Regions from separate parts of the Zea mays genome. Here all the other regions are linked to region 1. A link is a contact called in public Hi-C data. All regions are on one chromosome and are shown on one strand. Each heading gives the region's core, a stretch centred on a gene start, on an enhancer-like site or on the middle of the called end of the contact. The rest is flanking DNA. Distances are from core to core; before and after follow the strand shown.

Region 1 (4,774 bases), core at 821-3,320:
TGACCAACGAAGATTATGAAACGGAGTGCAGGAAAATACCATCCCTCAGCCTGGTTGACTAAAGTGGATTTGCATATGACATGGGAAACATGCTTGCATGCATGTACTACTAGCAAATAAAGCATCTTTTTTCTTGAATAGAAGAATGCATCTTTAATTTAGTTTGTTTCAGCTAATGGAAGAGAGAATAATGCATCATGCATGCGTCGCCATGAGAACTTACTGACAGCATATATAGCCCCCTCAACCTAGTCGATTATATATGGATGAGAACATAATCATGGTTTTATCTTTCAATTCCATCTCAAACTAAGATGAATGGAGTGCCTTTTGGAAGTATACCATCGCTCTTCCCGAGGGCGATCCAGATGAAATCAAACACAGCGTAATAAATTAAGTTGGCAAATAAAACGAATGCATTCCATGTCGGCCGTGTCTGCTTAAATAGTAGTTTAGTAATGTGCATATCTAACTATATATGTCTCGTATGCCTGAATCAACTCGATAAATTTTTTTTTGGGAAATGCCTGATTATATTAAGGTAGCTCATGCTCATCTCACCTCGGATGAGTTATCAGAGTGATGATGGTGGCGCTTCAGCTCCATCGGCGGCGCGCTGTTGGAGAAGTCAAGCATGTTGCTGCCGAGGCTCGTGGTGACGCACGAGCGAGGAGACGAGGCCAGGAGCATCTGGCTGAGCTGAGCCTTGCTGGCTGGCGCCGGCATCTCATGCTCATCACCGCCAGCAGCGAGGTGGCCGTGGCTCCCGTAGAAGCTATACGGAGGTTGTTGAGGCACGGCGGAGCCCTCATCCTTCTTCGTACCGCCGCCACCCACCATGCACGCCGCGCTTGCAGTCGCAGCGTGATCCCCCCAATCGTCCATGCCCTTTGACAGGAGAGCTGCGGTGCAGCGCTCCTGATCTCCTCCGACTAGCCCCGCTCTGCACATGTAGTTAGGCAACCAACTAATTAAGCTAGGCGAGCACCGCACAGATGCATGAGTCCATGGAGGACGATGGGAATGATTGCGAGCTATATTAGCGGAGCAAAGTGAACATGCATAAGATGCATGGTTAGAGACAGGGAAGGTAGATTAACGCTTAATTTGAAAGGCTTGATCCGCTGTAGGACAAAGTGGGTTAAAACCACTTTATTCCTTCACCTAGATCGAGCTCTACTGTCATGTATTAGAGAGAACTGAAGCTTTACATATATGTAGTGGAGGTTTGTAATTGTGGATGGATCTGTTGCATGCATGATAGAGAGGGCCGCCACCGCCAGGGTGAAGTCGTGAAGACGAGAGAGAGAGAGAGAGAGAGAGAGAGAGAGAGAGAGAGAGAGAGAGAGAGAGAGAGAGAGAGAGGTGTTTACAGAAGCATCTGGCTCCACGACTCCGGCATGTGGTGGTTCTCCTGGCCGCCGTCGTGCAGACTTGGAAGGCAGCCGCCCGCTGCTGCGCCGCGGTTGGCAAGAAGTTGGTGGCCCGGAGAGGTGGTAGTGGTACCGGTGTGCGGAAACGACTGCTGCTGGTCGTGGGAGAAGAGCAGCGACGGGGAAGACAAGGACGGCAGGTTGTTGGGGGAGAAGGCCTCTTGATCCTCATGGCACGAATTGAAGTTGAAGGCGCTCATGACGACGCTGCTGCTGCTGGCCGTGGCGGTATCGGCGCTCCAGATCACCTGCTGCTGCAAAGGCGAGGCCCGGAATTGTCCTCTGTTCATCGCCGCCGCGCGCACCGGCCGCTAGCTAGCTTGCTAGGTAGAGAGCTGGTGACGCAGCAAATGCTGGTTCGTTATCTCTTCCTCGCCAGTCTCTCTCTCTCTCTCTCTCTCTCTGTGTGTCTGTCTCCCACCTCTCTTGCACTCGTGGTGTGGACGAAGCAGTCTCAGGTCAATCTTAAAGGGAGATATGGAACGATGGGCTCGTCGCAATTTCCTTGGAGATGGGGGGCTCGGAAGTCGGAATACATCTCCTCCCTATAGCTACAGAGATGGAGATGGAGAGGGAGATGGGGAGGGAGAGAGAGGGAGAAGGGAACAGCAACAACAACAACACCCAGCAACAGAAGGAGAGAGAAAGAGAGAGGTGAGAGGATCCGGCCGGAGAGGAGGAATCTGGGCCTTGTTTTTGTTTTCGCGCTTCCTTTCGCTTCACTCCTTTATCTCTCTGAACGAACTTTCCCTTGCTTTCCTCTCCTCCCGCTCCCTTTCTCTCGCTACACACTCTCTCACTCTTCGTCCTTTGTATGTACTCATACACACGCACACACAACTGCATTTTTTCTTCTTCTTCTTTATTTATTTATTTCCCTACTCTGTCGCTTTTGCTTTACCACGACAAAGTGACGCAGGAAAGGTATACGAGCGCGCGCGTTAAGGACGACGACGAGGGCGATGCCCGTTAATCCATGTCATGCATGCATCGATTTCTTCTATATGTGTTTAGTTGGATGTATAAGAAGGGATAGAAGAGACCGAATATAGTTTATATAGTGTTTGGATGAGAGAGAGTCACGTGGGGCTATATGAATACCAAAGTAATTTTTGTGGCGGTGTGATAAAAAAATTGAGGGGACGGTGTCGCCTCCTCCTCATCCTATTTTGACCTCGAACCAAACACATAGTAAGTGTGTGGACGCCACCTGATAATTGCATGCAGTTGCAGTGATGAATGAAGCGTAGACTACCAGCAGCAACACGCGCAAAAGACATGACCTCCGCCACACGCACATACACAGGAACGGCAGCGTAAAGTGGGATCGGATCGGAAGGCAAACGCATGCACGCACGCCCCAAGTGGAATGGATATCCGATCCCATCGTCGTTGGTTTCTTTATAATGTACAAAGTGGAAACCGAAACGAAGTGGTTATTATCTTGCTCACTAATTTTTTTTTACCAGAGCGGAAATAAAAAGTGTACGTACGTACGCGCTACAAGCCATATATATATGTCAATAAAGCTATTTTAATTTGAAACTTGAAAGGTCGGTCTAACCGAGGGCTACTCCTTTATTAATTATGTTTTGTGTGTCATATCATCGGCTGAAAAGCGATATATATGTGCCAAAGTTCCTAATTGTACGTCTGCCTTTGCGAGAGGACAGATATTCGTTTATACCATGCCAGCTAATCTAGCTATATTTAATTTTTTTTCCTTTTGTTGGTTCAAAATCTGAAGTTTGTAATGTATTATTGTTACACTAAGTACATATATATAGTGATGATGCTTTCTACTAGCGCGCGGTAAACACCTTGTTTTGACCAGCTAGCGTCTGTCGCTACGGATAGGACTATGCGAAAAGCCAGTGAAAATGGCGGTCTTTTCACTCGTCCGTTAGTAAAACTGTCACTCCAATGCAAACTAGTCGGTTGGCCGTGCGTTGCGACGGCTTACAACAATATCCACGTAAACTATCCATAAAAAAATTTCAAGATTTTTTATTGATCGTCTCCGCTCTCTGTGTAATATATTTTTTTGATTTGGCTAATTGATGTTATTGTTTACTCCATGCAAATATGTCTTGGTACAACACGACCAATGAAGTGAGCGATTAGAAGAGAGTTCATAACGATTGACTGAATGAATAGAGATTATAAAATGACATAATTCCATCATACAGAGACCAAATAAGAGAAAGTTTGTGAGATCAAGTTTCTAAAATAAGTCCCATGAAGTCAATCTTATCAAAAAGATAGATCAAAATATGAAGTGATTGCTAAAGTCAGGCATCAATAAAAACTGGATGCGCTCCATATAAATTATGCTACTTTGTAGCAATTACTAACCTTTAAAACCAACAAATAACCTTTCATTTTACTGTTAGTGTGACAAATCATTGCTGCTCCATCCAATTCAGCAACCTCAAACACCATGTAGTCCATTGCGCCAATATGGTCTCAGAAACGACCTAATGCTTGCAAGAGCCAAGAACATCGTGCCGTGCTTGGGCTGTAGCCTCGGCCCGTAGTGCTGGCCCGGTCCAACACGATTATTTTTTTATTTTACAAAAAACGTATATACCTATATACAATTTATATTTAATATTAAAAATATCTTAGCGTGATGTTCTACTGGTTAGACAGTTTCACCTAGTGTCTCCTGCCCTTCTTCCATCAGGGCATGGGTTCGAACTTCACCTCCTGCACCGTTTTTAACATTTTACGCTGATTTAATTAAATGGATCGACAGGCCCGTTAGCCCGCGTGCATCTAGCCCGTGTCGAACGTCGTTACGCTAATTTAATTAAATGGATCGACGGACTAACGGGTTGGCCCGACATAGTTAGCAGGCCGACATGACATGCTTGTGCCATAGTTGTGGCCCGCGTGCATCTAGCCCGTGTCGGACGTCGTTTGGCATCTATAGACGTGCAGCGGATTAATTTGAAATAGCTGTGAGGGGTTATTTGTAAAAAAAATGACGCATGACGACAGTTGAAACTGGTGCTTTAAGTATAGTAACTGGTGCTTTAAGTATAGTATAGATATATTCACAGTGACGTTTGCGTATAAAAAAACCGTCGCTATTAAGGCCTTGTTCGGTTATTCTCAATACACACGAATTGGATGAGATTGGAAAAAATTAAGAAAAAGTTTAACTTGTTTAGGATTCAAACACATCCAATCCCACTCAATCCACATGGATTAAGAGCTAACTGAACAAGACCTAATAGATTTACACATGATGTGTATTTAAGACTGTCCGCAGCGGTTTTCTCTAAATTTCTCTCCTTATATCCCACTTTTGCATATTTTTTCATTTCCCACAACGG
Region 2 (4,774 bases), core at 676-3,175, 440 kb before region 1:
CCAAGTAGGAAAATCAAATATGTGCAGATTCACAGATAATGGAGAGAAAATATATGGGGGTTGAGGGGGGAGGGGGACATACCATGTAAGTGGAATTCCAATGTGTTATTGGGGACAAACTCATAGACAAGCAGCCTCTTGCCTCCAGAAATGCAATAGCCAACCAAAGACACAAGGTGTTTGTGATGTACTCGGCTGATAATCTCAACCTCAGCCTGGAACTCACGCTCTCCCTGGCCACTTCCCAGTTTCAATTGTTTTACAGCAATCTCTTTGCCATTAGGCAGCAATCCTCTGTGAACATAGCCAAAACCACCTTGTCCAAGGAGATTAGCATCCGAGAATCCATCAGTAGCCCTCAACAGCTCTTCGTAGGTGAATGTGCTCTTCGAGAAGCCAAGAACAGCACCAGGGGATGGTGGAGGTAGGATCTCGCCACCAGAGTAATTAGAACCAGATCCACCACTACTATTTAGCATCGCTGGTGGTGGTGGCACTGGCGGCTGTGGAGGACGATTGGCATATGCTGGCGGAGGCGAAGGGTGCATCTTGACCACATGCTCAGGGGGTGGAGCAGGAGGCGCATTTTGCTGCCAACTCTGGTACGTTCCACCGTATGGATCCTCTGCAGTAAGATAGAATACAATGTGAGGAAAGGTTTGTCTTCATTTTGAAACTGCTTACAGAAAGCACCATATGCTTAAATAGAATCTATAAGAAAAGCTATACAAGTTAGTTTGTCTTCCAAACAAAACAGATAGACAATAGGTAGACCAAATATAATACAGCATTTGATTTAGACAGCAGGTATGACACCTACGGAGAGTGCCAGGTAATGCATTTTCTAACTTCAAGGGAAGTACACCTTATTAAAAGTAATGCCTAACCATCATGATTACGGATTAATGAGTACAAAATTTACAGGTCCAAATCCCTTGAAATTGAAAAGAGCACTGTAATTTACTGAAATAACACTTTTAACCACTATATATGCACATATGAACAACACCTATGCCAAAGTAGCATGAACTGAAACCTAACACGCATGTTAATGCCATGACCTAAGATCCACAGCCAGCCGAATTGCCAGGAAGACCAGAATTGAAACCGACAGTAACGTGACTAGTACCTAGTCACGCCACCCACATGCTAGATCTGGATCTAGACAGCGACAGGCAGGCAGGCAGGTAGACACGGGAGCTGCGAGAGAGATCTAACTCACCCTTGTACGGCGGCGGGGGCGGCGGGTATCCGTAGTGCTGAGGCGGCGGCGGCGGCGGCGCGCGGCGGCGCTTCTTGCGGAGGCAGCAGAGGCAGATGAAGCTGGCGAGCAGCAGCAGCACGAGGCCGCCGACGGCCACGCCCACGACGAGCGACGTAGACGGCCCGGAGCTGCCGCCACCGCCCCCCGGCGAGTGCGACTTGGGAGGCGAGTGGGAGGACGGCGTGGATCGCCCACCCCCAGACGACGGCGGGGACCTGCCCCCTCCACCGGACGATGGCGGCGACGGGGTGTCCGATGGAGGCGACGGGGTGGCGGGCGTGCCCGGGGAGGAAGGGGAGGAGGGCGAGGGCGCAGAGGGAGTCACCGGGGTGGAGGCCGGCGCGGGGGCCGGGACGGAGGGGGGTGACGGCGGCGGCGCGGCTGGGGACGGCGGGGACGGCGTGGGCGGGGTGGGCGTGGGAGGCGTGGGCGCCGCCGGTGGCGGCGCGGACGGGGTCGCGGGCGGCGGATTTGTCGCGTTGGCCGGCGGAGCCGATGGCGTGGTCGGCGCCGGCGCGGCCGTCGGCGACGACGACATCACGGCCCCCCTTAGCTCCCGGCTCCGGCTCCGGCTCCGGCTCCCGCTTTGGAGCTACGGCCGGCTGGCCTGTTGCTTAGCGCGTAAGAATGGGCAAGTGGAGCACGGAGGAGACGATGAGGCGAGATGCTTCGCAGTGCTAGCGCCCGCCTAGTAGCAATCCCCTCAATCAATCAACGGGAGGAAGGGGAGAGAGGAGTAGGAGTAGGAGTAGGAGTCCACAGCCTACTAGGCAGGGCGGTCCAGGGTTAAATGCAAAGTGAGACCGAATGAGGTGGGAAAGCGAAGGTAGAGAGAGAGAGAGGACGGTGGGCCCGCCCCCGCGGCTGGACAGCGTTTGGGTGAGCCGTGAGCGGAGCGGTGGTCGTTGCGCACCGCGACGCGAAGCTTTGGGGACACGGCCACCGACAGGTGGACGAAGGCTGCCGCGGCGGGAGCGATGGGGCCAACCTGTCTGTGACGTGAAGATTGCGCGTGACCGCGCGCAGGAGCCGGTGGGAAGGGGGGCACAGCACAACCAGATAAAGTGCGCGCCACTTCTGCCGCTGGATTACGCTGAGCATCTACGGCATGTTACCGTGGTTTCGCTCCGCGCGGGCCCCGCAGGTCAGCGTCAGCCCAGCCTCCCATCGTCCATTCGTCCGTCACACTGTCTCACACACACCGTCCCATGTTGTGGCAGGCAAGGCAACGGAACGGAGGGTGGTGGGTCCGGAGGTCAGCCCGTGACGTTCGGTTCGGTGGATTATCACTGGTCCTTCTTTTTAATATTACCTCTCTTATTATCTTTCTCTTCGTCGATGACACCTGCCAAATGATTCAACACAATTTCACCGCGGCGGTGTCGTGTTCAAAGGTTCCACTTCCAGGCCACGAGCAACGTGGGTGGGGCCGGCCCGCCGCGCAGCGTCCCACCAAAAAAAGTCTGCGTGATTGGCGCGGACCAGGACGAGGAGCGGGAGGGACAGCCGAGCCGGGCCCCGGCCAGCGGCCATACCGAGCCAAGTCGCCCGGTTGGAAGTTGCCATTGCGATTTCCCTTTTCCTGTTCGCTCATGTTGAGATGTCAACGGACGCAATACTCCGTCCCAAACACGTACCCATGTGAAAAATATTTATATCCACTAAAAAAACTCGTACTCATAACAGATTTAAAATTTTGCTCAAATACCTACCCATGAGTTAGCGGATGAGTTAGCGGGTACCCCACGTGTCGATGTTTTGGGTCCGACCGCGCACTTAGGGTTGCCCCTCCAGGTGCCTTTTGGAGTAGGACGGTGTTACTGACTGTAGCTCGATGGTTCGTGCTAGATGCACGAGAGACAGTGGACAATTTTATACAGGTTCGGGCCGCTTAGATAGGCGTAACACCCTACTTCCTTGTGTGGATCTTTTATGTGGTGGGTTACAGGGGAGTTCTCTAGTATGGGGATGCTAGAGAGCTGAGTAGACGGCGAGTGAGTTGTTATTTGATGGGGTGCCCCCTAGGCCTTATATACTCGACCGTGGGGCATTACATGCGGATATGATAACAACGTGCACCTAAGTAATAGTGTACAGACTGAGCTTATCTTCCTATAATCCTGTCGACTTATCATCATTCAGTTCCGATGTCTAAGGGCGCTGCGCGGAAGAATCGGATCACTGCTGTGGATAACGTTTGAATTCAGTGAGCCGCACGGGCTCGAGTCGATCCGATCTTATGTCGATCCATTCTTCCAGACATTCCTCCCCTGGCCCATGAAGGGATGGCCTTGCGAAATAATGGGCCCGAGGCCTTTCGCGAGGCCTTCTTGTCTTCTAGTGGACCCGGGGGATATCTGTCCCCCACAAGCCCCCAATCTTTGAGTTGATTTTGAAATAATCGGCCCAAAGATTCTAGGTCCACCTTACAGTTTTTTTATTTTGGTAAGGAATGCTTTGAAAATATGCCTATCGAGTTGTTGCTTCTAAACTCTGAGTAACTCGGTAAAAATGATCTTCTGTTATCCTCTCCTGTCATTATTCATCGGTCTTCGCTTTATTCTTCAGAAATCGGTGCTTTGTCTCTGGCTTATGCTTTGGAGATCAGCATTCTGTTCTCTGGGGTTCAGGATTCATTGGGTGCAGTGCCCGAGCTTTGAGTGGATTACTGAAAATAATCCACTCAAAGGTCTTTATCTCATGCTTTTTTAGAAATCATTATTTTATCTTCATCTCATGCTTTAGAAATTAGCATTTTATCCTTAGTTCATGTTTTAGAGATCAGCATTCTGTCTTTTGGGGTTAATGATTCATTGGGTGCCCCTGAGCTTTGAGTGGATTACTGAAAATAATCCACTCAAAGGTCTTCATCTCATGCTTTTAGAAATCATCATTTTATCTTCGTCGAATGCCTTAGAATTCAGCATTATATCATCATCTTTATGCTTTAGAGATCAGCATATGGTTTTTGCCTTTGAGATCATCAACGTGGTCTACCCATGTCCTGTTAGGTTTGAAATGTATTTGATCGGCGATAAATTGGACGTCCGGTAGATGGCTCTTGGCTGGTCTTCATTTCGCTTCGTGCTTCAATGCTTTTGTTGATTAGACTTGTACTTCAGCAGCTATTTTTGGCTTTCCTCTGATCTCTATCAATATCTTCCTTCTGTCTTGATACATTCATTGCGTATACTGTATGGATGTGACTGCTTGGAAAAATCTATTGAAAATTCCTGGACGTCCCCCCCAATGGGTGTAGCCAAAGGACGGCTTGGTGCGCTGAGCGTTTAGCAAACTGCCCCTGAGTAGTAACTTGACGTGACCGCGGGGTGTAATCATATCGTCCAGCAGTTGACTTCAGTCCCAATGGGTGTCGTGTTACGTGGAACGGCGTCTGCAACCTGACTTGTTTCCAGACGATTTGAATTGCTTATTGAATATTTGCGACTGTTCAGTGACCGTGGTAGGAGATGAGCGGTTGCCTCCTGCCCCTATAAATAGACTGCCTGC
Region 3 (4,774 bases), core at 1,017-3,516, 380 kb after region 1:
CAAACGATGAACAATCAAATGATCGGACGAACGATCGGAATTTCGGCAGCATAACGGCTGAACAAAGATTATTTGGACGAACGAACGGACGAACGATCGGACGAACGGATGAACGAACCATGAACGATCGGACGAACGAACGAACAAACTAAGAACAGGTGGATGAATGATCGAAGAACGACCGAACGATCCTTGTGCTAGTGTGTGCTTGTGTGGGAAGTGGAGTGGGCATGTGGGGGGGAGGGAGAGAGTTGCCATGAAATGGCTTGGGGTGGCTTGAGAGGAGGCCCTTGCCCCTCTATTTATAGGCTCGGTGGGGTGATTAGGGGGGAGGATGAGAGGATTAATGGGAGGATGCGAGGATTAGTGGGAGATAAGCATGGATTTGTCTTGTATAAGTGAGTTTAGCTTGTAGAGCTCCTCGTATGACACCGGAGGCGTACGTATATGTATGAGCATGAGGAAAGTTATGAAGAAAATATTTGTAGGGACTTTAAAAATGATTCTGAAGGTATTTCTCAGGAGGAAAATATTTGGAGAAATATCAGGGAATATTTAAGCAGTATTTCTGGAAAGAACTTAAAGGAGATCACTAGGGAAATATCTGTAGGATATTTTGAGGAGGATTTTGGAGAGAATATAGACCACTATATTTTATTTGTTGATATCAACTCGCAAACAAATATTTTGAAATGAAATTTGAAATTCATTTTGAATTTAGAGCGAGTTTGAGAAATTTTCAAGATTTGAATTTTTGGGATGCTACAGAAGCTCACCCAAGCGATGGATCGAGAGAAGAAAGGCTAGAAGATAGTCGATGATGAAGAGGAGCTCGGAGGCGAACAAGAATGATGGCAGTGGCATGGTCAGTGGAGAGAAGAGGACATAACTACAAAGGAAGGACGAGGATAATAAGAGGAAGCTCGGCAAGCGACAAATCAAAGAGAGGGGTGGTGGGGAGGGCAAATTGCTGCCAACGAGAGAGAACTCCAATGACAATAATGAGGTAGTGGAGGATAGAGTTAGGGCTAGGGTTTGCGAGGGCTGATAGTATCTTAAATGGATGAGAGGAAGCAGGGGCACAGTCGACATTCTGTTGTGGCCACTAGCATGGTATCCACAATGGTAGCAAGCATTTGATGGATGATGTCGCAAGTGGCCAATTGAAGGAAGGGGAGGGGAGCTGGAAGAGGCACACACTCAATGATGAGCGAGCCAGTGTGATAGCAATGGTGCTCCATGCGGCTAATGGGCGAATGGGCGGGTCCTTGGAGCGAGCGACATAGGGAGAAAGGGAGTGGGCGCATGCCGAATGTCAGGCAAGCCTAGGATGTCAACAACAGAGAAGGGAGGGGATTTTTAAATTTAAACTCATGATAATGGTTTCTACAAAGTTCACTCAAAATGACCATTAGAGAGATAAAATTGAGAGGATATCATTTTAGACAAAATCATTTATAGTTATCTAGTGTCACTCATGATAATATTTTCAAATTGAGCTCTTTGATGTCTAGGTCATCAGCTACATGGGACCTTTCCCAATGTCATATGATTACAAATCAAGTTATCTAGTGTCACTTGTGAGACCAATATTTCTACTCCCTCCATCCCAAAATATAATTCGTTTTAGACTAAACTTCATTATATAATTTTATCTCAGTTTAATCAAACCACCTTACTCCACAGAACACTCATGGCCGATAAAAGATAAAAAAACGTGGATATGCAACGTCTTTATTTTTTCTTCCATCCTTCATCTCCATTTTCAGCGTGTTGAGGTTTTGCATCATATAGTCTATGTCATCTTATCTTCATGGCCTTCATGTAGCTCACTTCTACCACTTAATCTTTCATGTATTTTATAAAATTATTAGTTTACAGTTATTGTTATTAGTTATCAAAGCTCAAATGTATCTACTGCTTCTATCTGCAAAAAAAAATGAAAAATCAAATGATTTATAGTTTGACCAAACATTATATAGAAATATGCCTAGAAATATACTAATATCTATGGTACAAAATAAGTATCCATGAGTTGATTTATTGTGGCACATCTAATTAAAAATATAAATGTTGATATAAATTACTATAAAACTTCGGTTAAAATTGAACTAATTTGATCTGGTATGTATTACTCCGCACATCCACGGATTTTAGTATAAGCCAAGTGTAACCAACCCAGCTCGACCCAGGGAAGCTTCACCTGATCACCCTTCAAACAAATCACTCTTCGCTCCGGCTCCGACTCGCACTCTTTCCCCTTCCCTTCCCTTCCCACTCCCAGGCTCCCACTCTCACCCCTTCCGCCTACCCACGCAAACGGCACACGAACTAACAGCCACCTCTCACGTCCCCCACCCTCTGGTTCATGTCCTGCTGCTCCCCATGTCGCCTCCACTCGAGCTCGACTACATAGGCCTCTCGCCGCCGGCGGCAGCCGCCGCCGCTGAAAACGACGAACTGAAGGGTACTGAGCTCCGCCTCGGGCTGCCAGGGTCCGGGTCGCCGGACCGCCGTGTCGTGGCTGCCACCGCGACCACCCTGGACCTGCTCCCGGCCAAGGGCGCCAAGCGCGGGTTTTCTGACGAGGCGCCCCCGCCATCGCCTGTTGCCACTGCCGGAAAGGGAAAGAAGGTGGCAGAAGAGGAGTACGACGAGAAGAAGGTGGCAGCGACCCCGCAGCCGGCCGCCAAGTAGGTCGAATGTGGAAGTGGATCTTGGGGTTTTGCCGCCTCAAACGAAAAAAGGGGAAGGCTTGGGGCTTTGCGCTGCCAGCGCGTTCATCTGCCGTTCTTGGGACTGCGGCCACTAGTGGTTTGCAAATTGTTTGTGATTGTTGCCCCTTTGTTGGGGGGTCTTTGGGTGCAAGTTCTCTGCTATTTGGGAAATCTTGCTGGGCCTTTTGAGTTTATGACATTTGCAGGTTCTATAACAGAAAATTATCTTTGGAAATTCTGTGCTTTTCAGGGAAACAAAAGAGTAGGAGGAGTTGAAAAGGGGACTGAATTGCATGTCAGAGGGATCTCTGTTGGCGTGATATTTTCGATTTGTGTACTCTTCTTTGGGTGGGAATTTCAGTTTATCTTGGGGCCTAGAGGAGGGAAACTAAAGTTGCAGCTTTGTGGTGTTCTTTTTAAATTCCCACTTTTCCTCCAAATTCTCTACTTTCGAAAATGCGCTCTTTCAATTTATCTTTCAGAATCCTTGCTTTGTTTTTCACTTTTTCTTGCTTGCTCAAGCTCTTCTCATCTTCTTCTCTGCTCTCCCTGCTTTGTTTTTGTTGTATTTTGTACAAAACATTTTGATCCGTCATTATCTTGCTCAAATTCTGTAACTTTCATCCCAAAGTTCGCCAGAATTCGTTTCTTTTTTATTTTGTTACCAGTAGAGCATCTCCTGATCTACCTCTTCGTCGTGTTTGGTAAAGACTATTGAGCTCAGGTGTGTTGCGTTGTGCAGAGCACAGGTGGTGGGATGGCCACCAGTCTGCAACTACCGCAAGAACACGATGACTACCACCCAGCTGGAGGGCAGCAAGGAGGATGGTGATGCCAAGCAGGGTCAGGGGTTCCTGTACGTCAAGGTCAGCATGGATGGCGCGCCGTACCTCAGGAAGATCGACCTCAAGACTTACAAGAACTACAAGGACCTGTCGACCGCGCTTGAGAAGATGTTCAGTGGCTTCAGTACTGGTGAGATGTCTCGGGGTTACTCTCTCTCTCTCTCTCTTTCGGATGGCGCGTCAGTGAGTAATTATGTTTCGTTTTGATGTGGATGGTGTTAGAAGTACATCAAGAAGCCTTTAAAAAGCAGCATACTCCTACTTGATTCCTAGGATAAGCAATAGCTTGAACTTACCCCGTTATATTTTGAGTAATTGTAAGATTACAAACAATCTGGCACCCCTTGTTTTGTTAATTTTTGGGTGAACTTTTTATTCCTCCCAAAACAAATACCCTGGTGATTGTTCAGTTATTGCATCCGTATCAAGTCTCTCTTAGAAAGATGTTGTTTCCTGTAAGGCAAAATAAGTTTTGGCTCCATCTTTATGATTATTCGATGATATCTTCGAGTCCTGGGTATTATTCCATAGAAAGCTACTAATCACTATGAGAGTGACATCCCCTATATATTTCTGAAATTTGTGGAGATCTGTGGTCCTGTATTTATATATGTAATATCTCATTAGTTTTCACCACCTCTTTAGAATCGTGGGAATGAAAATCAGGCCCAAATCCCTTCAGTAGAAATTTTAGTACAAGAGGAGGTTCTCTTCTGTTCTGTTTTCCTTTTTATTGGTCTTACATGTTAGTATATGGGTGTAATGCCATATCAGGCAAGGACGGCTCATCTGAGTACCGCAAGGATGGTGAATATGTTCTGACTTACGAGGACAAGGATGGAGATTGGATGCTTGTCGGCGACGTACCATGGGAGTGAGTTACACCCATCTGTCTTAATTAAAACAATGGAATTGGAACTAAATTAATCACCGATTAGGGCATGTACAGTGGGTGTCTTGAGTTATGTCTTCGAGTGTGTTTAGGGGGGTGAATGTAAAAAAACTCAAGATATGTATCTTGACGAAGACACAGTGTCTTAGCTCTATGTTCGAGACATGAGACTAGCTGATTGGTCACTTTAATTTATTGAATGCTCTGATTGGTACAATTAATATGGTAAGACACATGTTTTAGACACGTCCACTGTATTATGTTGTGTTTTAGGTGTGTCTTATACTTGGAGTACCGTGCAACAGTGTCTAGGTTGTACA

Evidence for each region. A called contact is a pair of places that touch in the nucleus more often than the background predicts.
Region 2: a Hi-C map of tassel shows a contact between it and region 1, with 2.2 times the contacts expected there. The contact joins the promoter of LOC100279274 here to the promoter of LOC100273899 in region 1. A contact is called at or near these places in 3 of 25 Hi-C or Micro-C datasets (bundle sheath, ear and tassel).
Region 3: a contact with region 1 is called in a Hi-C map of tassel, with 2.4 times the contacts expected there. The contact joins the promoter of LOC100274569 here to the promoter of LOC100273899 in region 1. A contact is called at or near these places in 2 of 25 Hi-C or Micro-C datasets (bundle sheath and tassel).

The regions. Positions count from the first base shown.
Region 1 is chr8:113,722,843-113,727,616 of Zm-B73-REFERENCE-NAM-5.0, reverse strand. It overlaps LOC100273899, which reads right to left and starts at 2,070. Exons shown (of 8, transcript NM_001148291.1): 1 at 1,374-2,070; 2 at 562-943. The coding sequence starts at 1,723.
Region 2 is chr8:114,167,303-114,172,076 of Zm-B73-REFERENCE-NAM-5.0, reverse strand. It overlaps LOC100279274 (putative prolin-rich extensin-like receptor protein kinase family protein), which reads right to left and starts at 1,925. Exons shown (of 8, transcript NM_001152295.1): 1 at 1,223-1,925; 2 at 83-625. The coding sequence starts at 1,802.
Region 3 is chr8:113,347,244-113,352,017 of Zm-B73-REFERENCE-NAM-5.0, reverse strand. LOC100274569 reads left to right here and starts at 2,266. Exons shown (of 5, transcript NM_001358397.1): 1 at 2,266-2,693; 2 at 3,460-3,692; 3 at 4,337-4,436. The coding sequence starts at 2,386.